Regions from separate parts of the Mus musculus genome. Here all the other regions are linked to region 2. Evidence: chromatin contacts called from public HiChIP or PLAC-seq and promoter capture Hi-C data. All regions are on one chromosome and are shown on one strand. The core of a region is the stretch at or near the end of the contact, and the rest is flanking DNA. Distances in the headings are between cores, read along the strand shown.

Region 1 (4,124 bases), core at 2-2,501, 210 kb before region 2:
GGGCTGAGGCCGGCTGTGCAGTTCGGCCTTGATCTTCTGAGGATAAGTGTCCTCTGCCAGTTGTTGCCATGTCTCATCAACAAAGAGAAACAGGCTGTACTCTTCAGGGTCCTCCACCTTAAATTTCTCAGCACAGAGCTGACACACATCCTCTGTGGTGATGTACGGTCTCACAAGGAGGGTCTTCCCAGTGCATCCGCTGTTGACCTCTTGGAAGGCAACTCGGAGGTAATTCTGCAAGGGGAAAACAGAGATGTCAGGAGCTAGCGCAGAAAAGAAAACAGACGCTGTTCAGAGGTAAGTGCAAGGCCAAACTGGAGAGCCACTCAAGGCTCGGGCTTGTCCAGATGTTTAGTCAGACCACACAGCTCTTGCCAGGAAAGATTCTGATCTGTACTTGGACAGTGGCAGAGACCATGGCGGGGACTGAACTGCCACGTGTTAACTCATTGCAAAGGGAAACAACAGGAAGTCCCGCCAGCCCTGGTTTTCATCTTTCTATATCCATTATAAGGCCAGCTGCTGAAGAGATCCTGACTAAGAGTGTGAACCATATCCAAAGTGGGATTTTTCTCAGCTTGAAAAATAACCCAAACAGCAGGAGAGTCTGGGGCAGCAGTTAGCAGGAAGGGATTTAAAACATCTAGACATACCAGCACCCATGATGCTTGCTTTGTGCCATTCTAGGAAGCCTACCCAAAGACAACAATGCTTGGTCAAACTGCTGAGGTCTGACCACTCTCCCCAAATGGTGATCTCATGCGGCGCCACCTTACATAAGACTCCCAGTCTCCCAGTGGCTGGGGCTGAAATGTGGGAAGAATCAGGGAAGGGATGTTGATTCTGCCAGAAGGCTTTTGAGACGGGGCTGACTAAGCATAACGTGATGCTGGGGAAGTAAAAGGAGCCGGCTGCAAGCTTGGCATTAAGAGTCATGTAGGTGCCTTAGGAGACAGTGAGCCTCTCGGGACCCCCATCTCCTTGCATATCCGATATGGCAGTAGCCCAACGTCTGCATGAGCTAAACAACTCACCGTGTGGATGCTCTTGAACAACCTAAGCAGGTGTGTGTGTGCGCACAGCATGTGTTGTTCTTTTGTAGTTGGTGTGTCTGAAAGGAATTTCTGAGAAAATTGCAGTCCTGGAGAACATGCTGACCTTGCTTTTCAAGCACGGGCTTGACTTTGAACCAAGGCTTGTTTTCAGAGAAGTGGGAGGGGGAAGGCAAGGGAGGAGAATCTGGACACAAAGGCAAATACATCCTGCCGTTTCAGGTTCCTGCTAGGGAACTGGCTGTGCAGCACTTGGAAATAAAGCACAGCCACGTTTCAGGCTTCCACAGGAGCCTTCAGATGATTGCCCAAAGAGAGCTGCAGATCCGATCCCCATTGCACAGACAGAAGGAACTCGGGGGTTGCTGGGCCAGGGAAAGGCTCTGTGTCACCCTATGGGGACCACACAGCAGCTCGACCTCTCAAACTGAGGTGCTGTCCTAAGAGCCGGACTGATTCCAGGGGATTCGGTTTAGAACTTGAAGGAGAAAGTGGGGAGGGGTGGCGGTAGAAAGATACCTTGTTGCACCTCCCCCACTTCCCAAAGGGTAACAGGGGTGGAGGGGGGGAGGGGATGGGGGCGCTGCAGGATAAGCACTGCTGTTTCCTGAGGAAACTGGATATCCGTTCCCTCTGCCTCGGCTTTCTCCTTTGGACATTTTGTTGGGTTAGGTATTTAACAGCAGGCCAACTGTGTGTATGTTTTATGTGGAGATAATTATATTTATCTTTATGTTTAAAAGTGAGTCACACCCAGTAGAGACTATGTCTTGACTTTTACTTTTATTTTTCCTTCTTTTTTCTATAAGTGTTAGGGAAGGAACCCAGGACATTGCACATTTGGTCTACCACTGAACTATCCTAACAGCCAGGTTTTGAATCTATAACCTCCCCCACCCCCAGGCTGGCTATATTGAATACCATCCACCAGATAAGGCTGGATAGCAGTGATGAACTGGCCCTGACAATCAGCAACAAGATCACAATTCGATACAACAAATCTTCCCCACAGGTGCCCACTGTTTTCCTACATTACCATGTTTGATAGGTTAGATACAGTTAGTGCACTTTTCTCTTCTAGTGTAGCCAGTGAGAACATGGACCTTTGAAAGTCGAGGTGCATCTGTGTACACGTCTAAAGACACTGGAGTGACCAGAGGGTGGCTTCATTATTCCTTTTCTACAAGGTGACTCCCCCTGAGCCAGGCCCTCAGGCCCTAAGGCCATGTGCTGTAGGAAATAGCTCTACCTTCCCTGGAGACGGGGAAGCAGGGCTGGGACTTGGACTTGGGTGTGTACCTGAAAGTCGTCAACGGAGGGGATAGTTCGGTTGGTGGTTCTCCGCTTGTGCCACTGCCTCAGCGTGTCCCTGGCTTCGGAGCTGAGCAGTCTCGCAGCCTGTTCTTCTTGGAAATTCTTTATCAGAGATAGCGCCCCATAGGCACTGGTCAAGTAATAGCCTCCTGGAAGAGCAGTGAAAATGGGTCCTTAGGAGTGTCACACTGGCGATGGCAGCGGAGATGCACAGACGTTAATGTCATACAATTCTAGGGACAGAGTCTAGGGACTGACCCCTGTATACTAAAATCTATGGATGCTTAATTCATCATTAAAAAAGTCACAGCATTTGCATATGATCTACATAATCCTCCCATAAATCTTACATCATCATTAGATGACTTAAAATACCCTGTAGAATAGAAACATTACATAAAGAGCTTAGGGGAAAGGACAATTAAAAAGTTTATATGTGTTTGTTTCATTTTTTTTCCTTAAATTTTACAGCTTGTGGTTGATTGAATTCTCAGGCGCAGAGCCTTACAGGCATGGAAGTAGACGGTGATTTCTCCATCGCTTCCACAGAGACTCACACCCTACAGCGTATCACTCATCTCTACTCAAGCATTCATCTCACACACATTTATGGAGTGATCCAAGCCTGTGCCAGGGGCAGGGAACACCCAAGAGCCCATAGCATTCCTGTTGCCACATTTAAGAGAAGAGATTTATATATTAAATACAGTGGTGTCCCTCTGAGAGTGCCATTAAAATTCATCTCTCCTGTCAGTGAGGAGTGCTGACAGACAAGAGACATTTTAAGATATCTATGTATTTTTCTTGGTTTGTCTTAAAAATAAATCAGTTGCTTGCTGAAGAATTTGCAAATGTGCTTGAGTGCCACTAGAGGGCGTTTTGAGGGCGTAGTGAGAATTCTCTGCATGCTACATATTTTGTATTTAAAGACATAGTCCTTCCATAAATCTTATATCATCAATAGATGCCTTATAATACCCCATAGGACAGAAACACTACATAAAGAGTTTAGGGGAAGAAGGACAAAATATCCATTAGAGTTCTACTATGTGTTCAAGACAGAGGTGGGGAACAGGAGATTATGAGAACCTGTATCCCTGTCCCCCAGAAGTGGAGACACACATTAAAGAGGGCAGATGTGACAATTGATTCACTCATAGACCAGAAGTTCATTGCAATCAAGTGAGAAAGAAGTGTCACTTTCATGGCCAAAGCCTTTAATTGCCCACAGGGAGCCTTGCAGAACTCTTTCTGACCCATGTGCAGGATTGAAATGGTTTCACCTCTCAGGAACATGGGTAACAGGCCCGTGAACCCGCATTGGGGTTGAACCTGGCAAAGCAGCCTTGCTGTTGGCAGTCATCGATGGAGATTCCCCCGCCCCCTTTCTTTCTTTGCAATGCTTTAGGGTGCAGCTAGCCACGGGCTCTACCATTTAGCCATAGCCACAAGCCAAGTCAGCCCATATCAGGCTTTTTGTTTAGAGTTTTCCTGACCCTACCATCCACAATTTAAGATCTCTACAGCAACTTTTGCTACAAATTATTAATCCTTAGTATCTGTCCCAGGAATAAGTCACACATGACTCAGTTTATAACGCTAGCTCAAGTGTGTGAATGCCACACAGGGGAGTCCAGGGCAATCTACACGACTACTAGAATCTGCATCCTGGTGTCAGCATTTAACAGTGGCTCCGGGAGCTACAATCCCTGTGGGGTGCTGAGGGGTTCCTTGGACTTTAAATTTTGACTCCACAGT
Region 2 (4,192 bases), core at 1,436-3,935:
TCTCCCCAGCTAGACTCCTGGGAACGTCTTTTCCAGACGATGTACAAGGAGAAATATCCTCTGTCACCACGTGGAGTTGGCAAACATGCCACATCATGGTGACATCCTAGAATCCCTTTAACATTTCCCTAATAGGCTGCCATGCTGTTGTCACTGGCTACATTTCATACACCAGTCCTTAGTTAAGGACTCTCTTGTCCTGGGTCATAATGTGACAGTCTGGGCAAATCCTCTGGGGTGCAGCTGGACCCGGGGACTGGCCTCCCTCAGTACTTTGACCCCTCCAGGGATCCATATCCTCTTCTACAAAATGTGATTTGGGTTGTGTGAGAAACAGCTGAGTTACTATTTATCCAAACAAAGATCTATGAAAACATTATCTGCTTTCTTTTGACTCATTACTGCTCTAAGGCATACATCCTGTTGTGTACTATTCAAAATGCTTCCGCACAGGGATACTCTGTTCGTTCATTCATTCATTCATTCATTCGACCCACACTCCTTCAGTGGCAAGTCACAAGGGTTAGGGTTTGGCTTTGGGAAGCTGACAGTGGAGAAGTAGAGCTCAGGGCATATGCATTGGGAGTGATATCACATATGTTCACACATGTACACACACACACATGCACGAACGTACACACACGCACACACACACACACACACACACACACACACACACACACACACACACTCTTCCAGTGGTGGTAGCTGTCTCACCAGGCAAAAGGAGGAGGAAGGCAGGGCAACCTTCCTTACTAAAACCATTAAGACTCTTGAAGGATCTTTAGACAGCCTGGATAGACCGATAGGGGTTGGACAGTACAGCAACATGTTATGGTACAGGATGCACATGAAGAGTGGGCTCAATGACGGGGATCTCCCAAAGCAACTCACCCCTGAGAAAGGATAGGATGTATCTGTCTCTAAGCAGAGGACCAGGACTTAGTTAAGTAAGGAGGTTGCTTCTAGGGAGCTAAACAACTCTTTCAGTAGGCACAAACCTTGACTTTGGAGAGGCCCTGGGGAGGGCCCCCTTGGAGGAGAATGAAAGTCACTGGGGGGTGGTGTTTTGGTTGCTTTCCTATTGCTATGATAAAACATTATGGCCAAGGCAAATTAGAGAAGGGTTTATCTAGGGCCTGCAATTCCAGAGGGATAGAGGACAGGGGTCCATCACCATGATTCAGGGAGCATGGTAATAGGCTGGCAGATATGATGGAAACAGCAGCTGAGAGCTCATATCCTGATCCACAAACAGGAAGCAGAGAGCACACTGGGAATGGCATGAATTTTGAAGCCTCAAAGTCCACTCCTAGTCCCCAGTGACATATCTCCTCCAACAGGGCCACACCTCCTCCTAATCCTTCCTAAACAGTTCCACCTACTAGAGACCAAGCATCTAAACACATGAGCCTGTTGGGTCCATTGGAATTCAAAGCAGCACGGGTGTCATCTCTCAACAAGCACTCACCTACCCTAGAGGGAACTTAATCAGAGAACCCATGCACATGAGGGCATTCCTAGGAGCTGGTTGTCCTTCTCCATCACATGCCTCAGCCTCAATGACCTAGAAAAAAAAAACCCAAACTAAAGGTCCTGTCAACGCCCTTCTTCCCAAGTCCTAAATATAAAGGCTCCTTGCAGCCCCTCTAAAAGCCAATGTCCCCTAAGGAGGTGAAAGCACTAAAGGATATGAAAGTCCAGAGACATAGGGAGCCTGAGGCCAGAAGGAAAATGAGCCCCTCTGTGCCCTTATCAAAACATCCTCCCCAGCCTGAACTAGGGGAAAGGTTAATAAAAGCTCTGCAGTCAATAAACAAGATGATGAAGAAAGCCCAGCTTGCCCAATCTGCTGCATGCCATTGTCAACCCTCATAAACCACGAAGCAGGGACAAATGGGGGCTCTGGTTCCACTGAGCAACAATGCCCCAACAAAACAGCCAGCACCTGTGTTTATTTAAAATGTTGACATTTTGCTCGTCACAGATCTTTGGAAACAAGTTTCTTTTTAAAAAGCATTGTGCTGGGGTTACTATTTATCTTAATTTCTGAGTGTTGCCAAGTGTTTATTTTTGCTTCAATATTTACAAAGTCCGGTTGGTGAATGTACCATGGTCCTAAGAAACCACAATGTGTCCAAGCTCTGCAAGAAAGTGAGGCTGCACTGTGTTCAGAGGCTGCTTTTTTTTTTTTTTTTTGCTTCTGCAGCAGAACTAGGAAAGCCCCCAGGGACTTGAGGGCTCTGAGAAGAGAGGCGCCTCTCAAGGCCCAAAGGCCGACCTTGCCTTGTATTTCTTGGCAAGGCAGCATCACTTTCCGGCTGAACTTCGGCAAACCCTGCAATGCTCCAGCCGTCGAAGAACCTCCATCGCAGGATGAGTGTGGGACGCCAAGCTCCAGGGAGCCCAGGCTAAGAGAGGAGTAACAGCTCAGAGGGGGAAACCCATAGGCCTTCAAGGGGGAAAATGGCCCTGTCCCTTCCCAGCTGGAATCCAGAACCCCTGCACTAATAGCTGTACCGCCCTCAATCACTGCCTGCAACAGCCCAAGCACCCTCCTGCCGGGGGTTCGCTGACCCCTCTGCCTCGCTGTAAGGAGAAAGTGGCGGATCACAATGTGTGCTCTGCAACTCAGCACTGTGACTCTTGGGATCTGGCCAGCACAGGCGCATTTGACACACGGCAGGCGGCGCCGCAGGTAGAACTCAACAAAGATCTCTCTACCTCCCAGCTCCTGGGTACGCTCGTATGCACACGCACCTGCACCGCCAATCATCCGGCCCTCACCCTCGGTGGCTTGCCCCCTACCCAATCTCTGCAAAGGTCAGCCGAGGACACCCCGTGATCTTCCTTGAATCCGACTCCAGAATGTCACTCTGCCTCAAGTCCTGGTGTCCTGGCTGCCCATTGCTCCTTCCACTATCGGTCCTTTAGGACCGCTGAGGACGCTAGCTGGTTGGCTCTCTCCTTATCTCAAGCGACAGTAGGGCAGTGGGGAACTGCACCTCGCGCATGGTGCCCGGTTCTCCCACTTGAGGTGTGGTCTCCGCCTCTGCCACCCCTTACCTTGCTCCCTTGGTGCAGATCTGGGAGGCGGGGGCGACCGGCAGGTCAGTGACCGAGTAGGACTAGAATTCTCCGCCCAGGAGGAGGAAGAAGAGGCCGAGGAGAGAAGGGGCGTGGCCGGAGGGAGGAGAGAAAGGCTTTGTGTGCCTCCGCCCAGCCCCTCTGAAGATCTCCTCTGGGGTCCCCTCCCAGCTTCTCTGGGACCCAGTCGGGGCGAGCTGATTGGAGTTGAAGAACAAGGCGCCTGCGCGACCCCTGGTCCCGCCTACCCTCGGGCAATCGCCGGGTTACCAGGAACTTTCAAACTGGGGCGTATGGATTGGGAATCGAAAAGTTTACCTAACCCGGAGCAAACTTGTCTGGACCCGCCCTGAACCTCCTCCGATCCACCCGGTTCCCTCTGCGCCTGTCTCCACTGCCAGAGTTTGTTTCTGGGAGGTTTCCCCTTTCTCCTTTCTTCCTCAGATGCGTGCAAGCATTAGACCGACTTCGGATCCGGGGAAAGGGCCACGCAGGCTGGAGAAGTCCAGCTGCGAGGAGATGGGGAGTTGGGTGGTGGTGGAGGGGGTGGGAGTAGTGGGGGGGGGCGTGAGGCGCGGTCCACACCCTGGGGTCGGCGATGGCGTGGCTGCTGGGGTTTGTACGCGTGCTGCCGCAGGGCACCAGTCTGGGAGATGGGGTTGGCCCTACTCTCCAAAGTCTAACCTTCGCAGGAAGGAAGGGAAGGAGCGGTGTGGGAAACGGAGACCCTGTAAGCTGAGCTAGCAATTACCTAAGTGGCCGGTGTCACAAAGAGAGTCTTAAGGGTGTTCAAAGAGACTCTTGTTTTGCCCAGAATTGGAAAAGGAATAGAGACCTTATCTTTGTATGTGCTTACTTCCCACCTAAGGCAGAGAATAGATGCTTGTGAAAGCAGGCTTCTAAATTAAAAGCGAAAACAAGCCAAAACAGTACTTACCACTCAGTACCAGCAGCCCAGCACCAGCAAAACCTAAGCCATCAACTGCACTTCTCTTTGTGTACCGAATCGCCTGCTTAATAATTTAGTAATAGCTATGCATCCGGCTGGGTTCTAAGCTTGAGATGTATTGGAGAAGAAATCATCTTCCCTCCTCTGGTGGCTATG
Region 3 (4,410 bases), core at 513-3,012, 150 kb before region 2:
CTCCTGCCTCAGCCCCTGAAGTCTCAGGATCACAAGTTCTGTGTGCTCAACCACTTTTCTCTACAGCAGTAATACAACTCCAGGATGGAATTGTGGTCTTGTACCCATGGCTATGTCTTTCTTCGTTCTGGAAACAACTCAAAGTCTCTTTTTCCTACCTCCCTGTTGCCTGGCTCTCCTGATACCTCCATTGGGAAAATGGATAAATTAAAAGCAGTCACTGCTTCTAAAAAATCTTAATGACCAAGAATTGTTGGTTTGATGTTTTAGCCACATTATCAATTTCCACATGAGTAGAACAAGCTTAATAATGGACCTCTCTCTGTCTTTTATAATAGTTAGGAGATACAATGGGCTGGTAGCTTCAAACTCCTGAGGCCAACACATAATAAGCACAATATCTCTATCTCTATCTCGCTATATCTATCTATCTATCTATCTATCTATCTATCTATCTATCTATCTATCTATAAAACAAATATTTGCTACTATGTCTGGCAAGTAAGGTACCTCTAAAAATGAGTAAATTCCATGTTAATGAACACAGTATCCAAGGATATTAGTTTGAACAAATATGTTATTGTGGTGTACTTTTGGTCATTCTTTTTGGTTTTGTTTGCTGATTTGTTTGAGACCAGGTTTATCTATTATGTATCTCTGGCTGACCTGGAACTTGCTATGTAGATCAGGTTAGGCTCAAACTCACAGAGATTGCCTGCCTCTACTTCTGCTGGGACTAAAGGCATTCACTACCATGACCAGTCACGTCCCACACTTTTGATCATTCTTAAATTTGGAAAGAAAAAGATGAAAAGAGATATTAGGGCTGGGAGTGTGGTATACTCAGTGTAGTGAGCCTCAGAAGTGCAACATATACTCAGCATGCACCACAAATAAACACAAGCAATGTTAGTGATTAAATGAACTCCAGCTCTCACCCTATTATCTGCTGAGGTCAGGAAGTAAGATCTCAATGGTTTGCAGCCCACCCCCCCCCCAAAACCTTAATAACCCCTGTGACTTATACTTAGAGGAGATCTTTTTCACTCTGTGTCTGTCCCCTGCAGAGCTTGGGGACATGGTTTCCATTTCTCCTAGACATAGACAAAACAAATGTCACTAAATTCTACTCCTTATCAGCCTAGACTCCAGTTTTGCTTACATATAGCAGTGCAGAGACTAAAGCTCAACCCTGCACAAAAGTTCCAAGAATAGCCTTTGAACTATGGATATGAGATGGGGGGAAAATCTCTAGCTGAAAACCATTGTGCACTGAGCATGTGTGTCAAGTTTATGGGAGAAAACAATGTAACTAATCAAAGTCCATTCACACCAGGGTATAAAGAAAGCACTAAAAGCCAAGAAGCATGGAAGGACACCTGGTCTACCTCCACTACTTTGTAGAAATGGCCAGGAAGTAGAGGGTACCTAGAACTTGCCCAGCTAAGGCAAATGCAGCTCCAGCACCACCTTCTAGCTGCCTAGCAACCGCCTCCCTTGATTGGTGGCTTTTTTTTCCCCTCCCTCAGTCTTGGGCAGAGAACAAGTCAGGCTGGTTTGAAACTTGCCTGGGCAACCAGTGTCACCTGGTTTGTCTGCGTGTCCTGTGACTTGCAAGCAGACTCACATAATAAATCTTAACTTTGTACTATTCCATGCAGCCTCAAGCAGGGAAGAGGGGGTGGGGTGATGAACCTGGTTTTCTAGGCCCCAACCAACACGCCCATCATTCAGTAGCAATGACCTTCTGCTTTTCTGCCAACAACTAAGGCTCTATCAAAGAGCTAAGAGGTTTGACCTTCAACCTACAACCTCACCTCTGACCCCTGTAAAGATAATTTTCCAGTGCAAAACCAGCCCCTCCTACATATTCAAAGAGTATGCAGCATGCCAAATTGGCACAGCCATTTATGACCTCATTTAGTTATAAACCCCCTGATGGCTTTTCAGGTTAATAGCTATTGTAGATCTGAGGATTTTTCTGACCTGAGAATGCAAAATGGGTCCATCCTCTTTAGTTGCTCCCCTTTAAACCTTCTGGAGACTTCCAGGGCTATACTGAATTCTACTTCATGCACGGAAGGTCCGCTGTATTACTCTTTCCATCACTGTGATACGTGACTGACAATTTCCCGGTTCTGGTGCCAGGAGGAATCAAGAAGGTAGAAAGTTCAAGTGCCTTCAAAGCAATTAAAATAAACAAGCAGGCAAGGAGCTTCTAGGCCACTCCCACCTCCTACAGAGAATTTCATCTGGTGGTATCACCACACTCCCAGTGCCCAAACTTTGAAGGAGTGACAGGATTGCCAGCCCTCTTCATTCACCAGCTTCTCTGCGTCCCCCAGCTCGCTGCAACAAGCACCTAGCTTTGTCTTTGATCACCTGTGGGTTTCAGAAGGTTCCAGGCCATTTTCCCGGCTGATATCTGTCTGCACCATCTCCCGTTTCAGTTCTCCGATCTCCGAGGCGATCGTGTCAATGAGCTATACAGAGACAAAAATAGCATGACGTCAGGAAGTGAAGAGGCGGGCCGTGTTCCTAAAGCCAGGGAGCCCTCAACAGATGACCCTCCTACCCCCAGTTTTAAATCTTGGCTCTGTGAATTTCCTCTAACCAGAGGAAAAAATAAAGGGGGAGGAGCAGGTCCCCTTTAAAAAGAGGAAGGACTTGGGTTTTGATATTGGGAAAGAGCTGGGGTTTCAGTATTGTAATAAGGAAAAGATTCTGACACCCAGCTTGGGTTGCTCAACATGAATATAGAAGAATAAATAAATCCTACTCAAACCAGGTCTCCAAACTCATTTTTGTCAAAAGAAATATTTCAAGGATCTCTGTGAGGTAGAGGCCATCTTGGTTTACATAGTGAGTTTTAGACCAGCCAGGGCTACAGAGTGAGACCCTGTCTCAGGAAAAAAAAAAAAAAAATATATATATATATATATATATGTGTGTGTGTGTGTGTGTGTGTGTGTGTGTGTGTGTAACAAGGCATGGTGGCACACAACGATAATCCTAGCAACAAGAGGCTGAGGAAGGGGTATAAAGATTTGAAAGTAGTCTAAGCTACACAACAAGACACTGGTTCAAAAAAAAAAATAGACAAGAAAACAATGCAGTACTTACAAATTCAAATTTGGCAAGATTCTAGGAATAAACCCAGGCCTCATACACACTATGTAAATATTCTACCTGAGCTGTATCTCCAGTTTTCATTGATCAGTTAACTGAGTCATTGAGTGAGCCAGGCCTTACCACGTAGCCTAGGCTAGCCTTGAAGAGCCAGCCTTACCATGTAGCCTAGGCTAGCCTTGAACTCACTAAGTATGACAATTTGGCCTTGAATTTGAGATCCTCCTGCTTCAGTTTCTCTCTTTCACTGTAGTTTTTGATTTGGTGTTTTGAGAAAGGGTTTTTTGCTAGGTCATTCAGGTTGGTCTGAAACTGACTGTGTACACCAAAGCTGACCTACAACTCAAGGCAACCCTCCTGTCTCAACCTCCTGAACAGTAGGATTCTAGACATGAGCTACTACTATGCCTAGCTTAGCCTTTTAAGATGATAAATGTGAAGCCAGTGGGTCATTCTGCTCCCAGCTACATGAAAGGTAAAGGCAGAAGGATCATTTGAACACAGAAGACTAAGACCATACTGAACAACATGGGAATCCTCACACCTGCATGAATGATTGAATGAGTGAACAAATGAATATAAAATCTTGAAATTAAACCATAAAAGCATGGAGACATGTTATGGGGTGGTGGTGGTGGGGAGTTTGCTCAAGGCTAGGAGTGAGTAATTCAGGTTGGGGAAGACCCTGGAGACATCTAGGGGATAACTGTGACCTCTTCTGGTAATGACTTTGGCTGTCTTGTGTCCCTCACCTCTTTTGAAGAGGCCCCATCTCATCCCAAAGGCTGAAGTAAATCTCAGGCTCATCCATTCACCTTGGTTCCTCCCAGCCCAATCCTCCACAAGTCCACCTATCTCCTCTTTGGCATTGCTGAAGACTGAACTCAGGATCTGTGCATACCAGGCCAGTGAGACTCCCCCGAGATACACTCTCCAGCTTCCCAATATGACTAGTCACTGTAAGTGTGTAGAAAGCATGTATGGTTGCTACTCTGTTCCAGACTTTTGAAAGTGCAGCTATTTTTCATATACATGTGGCTTATGCTAACATTCAATGAGACGATTTATAAGCTATTTGAAAAGTCTGACTTCATTTATTCATCCATTCAGCTTCAAACCTTTATGGGCACCCACTTCATGCCAGGCATGAAGTGGAGAGAGTAAGGTTGGCAGGTTTCAGTTTTCACTGGTTGGAGAAATAGACCCCAGAACTGAGTGTTGAGACTTTCTGGATTGAAGGTAGATAAGGGGTACTTAGGGGGTAACTAAGGGGCCTTGCTA

The links. HiChIP or PLAC-seq counts read pairs in DNA pulled down with a chosen protein or histone mark. Capture Hi-C pulls out chosen DNA fragments and counts their contacts.
Region 1: an H3K27ac HiChIP or PLAC-seq map of embryonic fibroblasts shows a contact between it and region 2, with 3 times the contacts expected there. The contact joins two enhancer-like sites. A contact is called at or near these places in 1 of 39 promoter capture datasets (the 3T3-L1 cell line), 1 of 15 datasets of contacts at CTCF or cohesin (the NIH/3T3 cell line), 3 of 484 Hi-C or Micro-C datasets (Sertoli cells, muscle stem cells and uterus), 11 of 115 datasets of contacts at active chromatin or transcription factors (bone marrow-derived dendritic cells, craniofacial prominence, embryonic fibroblasts and 5 more) and 2 of 9 other capture datasets (adipose tissue and embryonic tail).
Region 3: a promoter capture Hi-C map of adipose tissue shows a contact between it and region 2. The contact joins two enhancer-like sites. A contact is called at or near these places in 4 of 115 datasets of contacts at active chromatin or transcription factors (bone marrow-derived macrophages, embryonic stem cells, kidney and 1 more) and 2 of 9 other capture datasets (adipose tissue and pancreatic islet).

Annotation. Positions count from the first base shown.
Region 1 is chr2:145,881,713-145,885,836 of GRCm38.p6, reverse strand. It overlaps Rin2 (Ras and Rab interactor 2), which reads right to left. Exons shown (of 13, transcript NM_028724.4): 12 at 2,352-2,515; 13 at 1-234. The region is part of intron 2 of Gm39954 (a long non-coding RNA gene); the gene reads left to right. Among named protein-coding and RNA genes, the nearest start is that of Gm39954, 10 kb to the left of the region's middle. Within about 2 kb of position 1,251, at least 82 of the 459 cell types and tissues checked have an H3K27ac peak or open chromatin away from gene starts, as enhancers often do. A contact at or near this core is called in the NIH/3T3 cell line, adipose tissue, embryonic fibroblasts and 3 more, where this site is marked.
Region 2 is chr2:145,674,459-145,678,650 of GRCm38.p6, reverse strand. No RefSeq gene overlaps it. Among named protein-coding and RNA genes, the nearest start is that of BC039771, 25 kb to the left of the region's middle. Within about 2 kb of position 2,685, at least 204 of the 459 cell types and tissues checked have an H3K27ac peak or open chromatin away from gene starts, as enhancers often do. A contact at or near this core is called in the NIH/3T3 cell line, adipose tissue, bone marrow-derived macrophages and 5 more, where this site is marked.
Region 3 is chr2:145,820,338-145,824,747 of GRCm38.p6, reverse strand. It overlaps Rin2 (Ras and Rab interactor 2), which reads right to left. Exons shown (of 13, transcript NM_028724.4): 3 at 2,383-2,483; 4 at 1,987-2,138. The coding sequence starts at 2,009. Among named protein-coding and RNA genes, the nearest start is that of Rin2, 36 kb to the right of the region's middle. Within about 2 kb of position 1,762, at least 101 of the 459 cell types and tissues checked have an H3K27ac peak or open chromatin away from gene starts, as enhancers often do. A contact at or near this core is called in adipose tissue, bone marrow-derived macrophages and kidney, where this site is marked.